2 separate regions of the Mus musculus genome follow, and region 2 is linked to region 1. A link is a contact called in public promoter capture Hi-C data. All regions are on one chromosome and are shown on one strand. Each heading gives the region's core, a stretch centred on a gene start, on an enhancer-like site or on the middle of the called end of the contact. The rest is flanking DNA. Distances are from core to core; before and after follow the strand shown.

Evidence for each region. Promoter capture Hi-C pulls out the DNA fragments that hold promoters and counts their contacts.
Region 2: a promoter capture Hi-C map of pre-B cells shows a contact between it and region 1, with 4 times the contacts expected there. The contact joins the promoter of Scnm1 here to the promoter of Mtx1 in region 1. A contact is called at or near these places in 2 of 39 promoter capture datasets (pre-B cells and second pharyngeal arch cranial neural crest).

Annotation. Positions count from the first base shown.
Region 1 is chr3:89,212,533-89,215,232 of GRCm38.p6, reverse strand. It overlaps Mtx1 (metaxin 1), which reads left to right and starts at 1,326. Exons shown (of 8, transcript NM_013604.3): 1 at 1,326-1,420; 2 at 2,287-2,356; 3 at 2,471-2,550. The coding sequence starts at 1,340. Thbs3 (thrombospondin 3) reads right to left here and starts at 53. Exons shown (of 23, transcript NM_013691.3): 1 at 1-53.
Region 2 is chr3:95,132,587-95,135,286 of GRCm38.p6, reverse strand. Scnm1 (sodium channel modifier 1) reads left to right here and starts at 1,275. Exons shown (of 7, transcript NM_027013.2): 1 at 1,275-1,442; 2 at 1,659-1,729; 3 at 1,999-2,087; 4 at 2,176-2,270; 5 at 2,374-2,462. The coding sequence starts at 1,392. Lysmd1 (LysM, putative peptidoglycan-binding, domain containing 1) reads right to left here and starts at 1,199. Exons shown (of 3, transcript NM_153121.2): 1 at 291-1,199. The coding sequence starts at 470.

The sequences.
Region 1 (2,700 bases), core at 77-2,576:
TTCACTACCCCTGGCAGGCAAGGCGACTGGGAGGGAAAAAGACTAGGCGGAGAGCAGGAGCAGGAGGGGGGCGGAGGGACTGAGGAGCGAGCTGGGGGGTTGGGGGGGAGCAGGCGGGTAGGGGGGGGGGTTGAAACAAAGAGCTGCCAATCACCTTGGAGGCATCACCGGCTCCCGAAACCAGAGGCACTGGGAAAGAGTCCCAGAGCTTTCCTTGCCTCCTGCTCCACCATAATGATTTTCCTCAAAGATGCTTCCCTTTAGCCTGACATCTGGTTCTTGGGAGCTTTCAACTTAACAGCGCTACCAAATGCTACTGTTCTCTGCAAGCAGTGGTTGGAAAAGTCAGAATCCCCTGCCTTGGGCAATTCTAGGTTCTAGGCATTATTTCACGGTTGGCGGAAATGGATGTCAGTGGACCATCCTTTGCTACAGTGCCTAGAAGACTACGTACGACACGAGGCTTATTGATGTGGCACAGCAAAAAAAAAAAAAATTTTTTTATTACGGTGTGTTGCGTCCCTGACATGTGCCCATTCCTCCATTTCCCCTCACTCTTGGGAAAATAGAAATCTGGAAGCACCGACGAGAACTTGATGGCTTTCTAAGACATCAGAAAGGGGAAAGCATCACCAGAGGCTAGAGCCATAAACTAGAAGACAGGAGCGAGGATGGGACTGGGGAACACTGGATACCGCGGGATGGCCCTGTCCGGGGTGAACCCGAGGGGAGCTGGGGACCGACCAGGAGTTCCCGTTACGAAGGCAACTGCCCGCGAGCCGCACCTCCCCTTCCCCCACTCAGGCCCCAGCCGGGCCTCAGCTCGGGCGCCGCCACCGCCCCTGTTTTGTTTCCATGGCGACAGGCAGCGCGAGGCCCTCTCCAAACATAACGCGCAGTGGAAAACATGCGGCTCGGGGGACCCCCCCGCGGCGTCCGCTCAGGGCTGAGACCTGAGAGGGCCCGGGGTTGTCGGGGCCATGTGCAGTTTGGCAAGTGCCCCCAGAGACCGACAAGCCGCACCAGATGCCCCTCTCCCAAGCCCTCCGTGTCGCCGGCGGTTCGTGGCTACGCTCGGCAGAGGCGCCGCGAAAGTCCCAAGCGCGTCTGGACGGCGGCCCTGCTCCCTTACGGGGGCCGCCTCAGGACGAGCCCGCGGCGCTCCCCAGAAGGCCGATGCCCCACCTCTCACAGCCCCGCCGCGGCTCAGGCCGCCAAGAGCCACGCCTCCCCAGACCCCAAAGCCCCGGCGGCCAGGGAGGCGGGGACCAGGGGCGGTTCCTGGCGAGAGAAGGCCGACGCATACGAGAAGGTGCTTCCGGGTCAGAGAGCGTACAAGATGGCGGCGCCCATGGAGCTGTTCTGCTGGTCAGGGGGCTGGGGATTGCCGTCGGTGGACCTGGATAGTCTGGCCGTGCTGGTGAGGGCTCATGCACCTGTCCTCTGATCTCTGGAGAGCCGGAGTGGGTGCTCGAGCTTTGCCGAGAACCGAGACGCATGCGTCTTGAGAGAAACTGAGGCAGTCGAAGGCCGATGTGGGCTCCGCGCCTTACGTCCGGATTTCCTAGGATCGATTTGTGTAGCAGTGGAAGTAGGCTTGGTCAGGGCTTCAGAAGATGGGTTTAGACCTTGCCTATCCATTTATTGGCTGGGTGACCTTGGGATAACCCCTTCTGGACGATCTCTTCTTTTTCCGCTATGAATCCATTGAATCTCGTTTTCGTAGACCAGACAGCCCCACAGCCAGACTGTGTAGGAAGACCTTTAGAACTAGGCAGACTTGCTTCTCTTCATTCAACGTCTTCGGGATTGCAAAAAACATTTATTATGCCTCTTAGAGTAAAAAACATTCCCTTGCAATACGATTTTGACCCTTGTATTGAAATTGTTAACAGAAAGGCAAACATGTAAGCAAATAATGAAACGATCACGTGTATTGATGTAAAGTAGAAACAGAATACAGAGACTGTCAAAGTAAATCAGTACTTCCAGGAAGAGGGAAGTTAATTAGGAAAAGCTTTTGTGAATAGGCTTTACAGTGTAGATGGCATAAGGGTAGAAATCTTTTCCTAATGTTTAATCTTGGAAATGGACATATAAACATGTCCATGAACTGTCTGGTCTAGTTTGCCCATTTGTAAATAGGAATGACACCCTCTTTCCGCCTCTCCTTTTGGTATAAAAGTATAGACCATAGAACATAATTTACTGAGTCACGGATTCTTTTCTTGGTTTCTTTATGAAGCCATACCCTGGCCTCTCTACCGTCTGCTTCCTTCCCTGCAGACCTATACCAGATTTACAGGCGCCCCACTGAAGATACACAAGACCAGCAATCCTTGGCAGAGCCCTTCAGGTATCCCTGAGGGACAGGAATGTGCCAGGGGAGGAGCAGGGGACAGGAATGCAATGCAAATGAGTATGACTAGGCAAGCTGGACCCTGTGAGTATACTTCTTTCTCAATATCAGGAACTCTGCCTGCTCTTCGAACCAGTGATGGGAAAGTCATTACAGTGCCACACAAGATCATCACCCATCTTCGTAAAGAGGTAGGTGACTTGAGTGGGGGCTGACAATGGAGGAAATCCAGTCCGTGAAGTGTAACTTATTTATTGGCCACCAGACACAGGCCAGGCAAGAGCAGTGTGATCCAGAGCAGGGAGGAGCAGCATGGGGGATGCAGTGTGACTGTGACAAGC
Region 2 (2,700 bases), core at 26-2,525, 5.9 Mb before region 1:
GTGATTCGACCTTGATCAAACTGGTTTATCAGTCTTAAGTTGATAGGGACACAAGTCCAGTTAATGGCTGTAAGCCCCGCCCCCACTCACCCACCTCCCTCACCATCTACAGGAGTTGCTCCTCCCACTGGGATAGTTGGGCAGATCTGTCCCAACAGTGCTCTGCTGAGATGTGAAAGCAAAATAAGGAAGAAAAAAAACAGACCATAATAGAATTTAAATAATGTGAGAGGGGGCATCTTAGCGGGCCACCCACTTTCTCGGGACTATCTCAATTCTGGAAGACTCACCGTTACCCCGTATTTGAGTGCTAATCCAGCCAGGGTGTCTCCAGGCTCCAATTGATGCTCCAGGCGTCTTTCCCTCACTGGGGAGCAGGATGATTGTACCAGGCTTCCATAAGAACGAGCACGGCTCCCATGCAGCAGCCCTGACCCCCCGAGGGGAGGCTGTCTAGAGGGAGAAGCCATCTCCTCACTGTCAAGACCTAGGGTCACAACTGAGGGAAGCCCAGCTAAGTAACAGTGACGGCCGAACCCAAGGAATGGATATTCAGATAATTCGTTTTCTCTTCTCTCGTCTCTCTACAGTCTCCCGACTCTCGAGAGACTACATTCGTCGTCCTCCTCTTGCTGCTTCTTGCCGTGCCTGGAGTTACTGTCCGTCTCTTAAGAAGTCTGCCAGGCCGGTTACATTTCTCTTTCCACGAGCTCCTTACCCATAAGTATCTTCCCTGAGCTGTCAGTCGCTGACCCGGTTGACTTTCGACGCCCCCTCCCCAACTCCTCGCAAGCCTGATCTCTGACCTTTGAACCCTAGACACCCTCATCAACACTCTTCCCTCAGTGTATCCCCACATCCAACAGTCGGGATGCCGGGTGCTCCCACATCCTCTCTGTTCCAAATAAGGCCCACCCCAGGTAGGTTGTGGCTGAGGAGTACGAGCCTGAGGACAGCAAGAGTTTGTAGTATATAGTCCACTGAGATCCCTGACGCCTCGCTCCACATCAGGAAGGTCCCACCCTGAAATTCCGGCTCCACATACAGGATCTTGAGTCTCCGAACACCTGGATCCTTCGAGATGTGAGGTCCTGTGTCCAGGTGAGCAGTGTGCTCTTCAAAAAAATAAAAAAATAAAATAAATAACCAAAAGACTTCATTTCCCAAAAGGCACAGCGTCTCAAAGTATTGTAGGAAATGCAGGCCCCCTCAGGGCGCTGGAGGCGGGTCTTCCGGTTCGCGCGACGCAAGCGTGGAACATCATCCCCGGAAGTACAGATTCAACAAGAAAGAAACCGGAAGCAGAGAAGGCGATAGTGTACTCTTTCTACGGTGGCCTAAAGGAGCAGCGAAGTAGGCGTAGGGGAATTTATCGTAGTCTCACAGTCGCTATGTCTTTTAAGAGGGAAGGGGACGACTGGAGTCAACTCAATGTGCTCAAAGTAAGCCTTAGTGAGAGTCTGATCACCTTCAGCCGCCCTGTTGTTTTGTTTTGTTGCTCTGGCGACATCTAGGGGAGGGCTTAGGGGACCAGAACTGAGTGGTGACCCCTACTACCCTATGATCTGCATAGCCCCGTGTGCCATTTGACTCCTTATCCATACTATTTCATTTCCATCCGTCCCTCTTACTCATTTCTCCTATCCTGCTCCCTGCAGAAACGGAGAGTTGGGGACCTGCTGGCTAGTTACATCCCTGAGGACGAGGCACTGATGCTGCGGGATGGACGGTGAGAGCGAAGAGTGGATCAAGCCTGGGGATTCGGGGATCAAAGGCTCAACAAACTTTTGTCACTAAGGAGTTCAGGAGTATAATAGGACTCTTTGGCTGGAAGTGAAGTGTAAGGGGTGGAGATCGGGAAACCTGGGAGTTGGTGGTGGAGTACTCTGACAGAAGTAGGACCTACTCACCATAGCAAGAACACCCCGACTGCAGGCTCTCGAACACACAACATACACACCACACACCACACACATCATTCACTTCTCGTTTCCCTAGCTTTGCTTGTGCCATCTGCCCCCATCGACCAGTACTAGACACGCTGGCCATGTTGACAGCCCACCGTGCAGGCAAGAAGCATTTGTCCAGTAAGTATCAGAGAAGTGGGGAGGGCGGGAGATGGAGAGCAAGCCACCAGGCATTGTGCTTTTCATTCCTCCTTGCTTTTGTTCTCAGGTCTGAAGCTTTTCTATGGCAAAAAGCAAACAGGCAAGGGAACAGAGCAAAATCCAAGACAGCAGAACGAATTGAAGACAGAAAGCAAAACTGAGGTGAGAGGGCATCAGGTGTGGTTTAGACAGGGCTATACTTCACACAACAGGCTTGAGGGAACGTTTGCTCCTAACAGCTCTAACTCTGTCTCTTCATCACCAGGCTCCTTTGCTAACCCAGACTCGAATCATCACCCAGAATGCTCTACACAGAGCTCCCCACTATAACAGTTGCTGCCGGAGGAAGCACAGGTCCGTGGAATGGGAAAGCCAGGAGTGGAAAAGGGTAGAAGGAAATAGATGACTTTAAAGTTATTGCTCTCCAGATTGTATTCTGAGAAATAATAATCTTGTGGAAATATTTTTTTTAAATGATGGTAGGGGCTGGACAGATGGCTCAGCAGTTAAGAGCACTGACTGCTCTTCCAGAGGTCCTGAGTTCAATTCCCAGCAACCACATGATGGTTCACAACCATCCATAATGAGATCT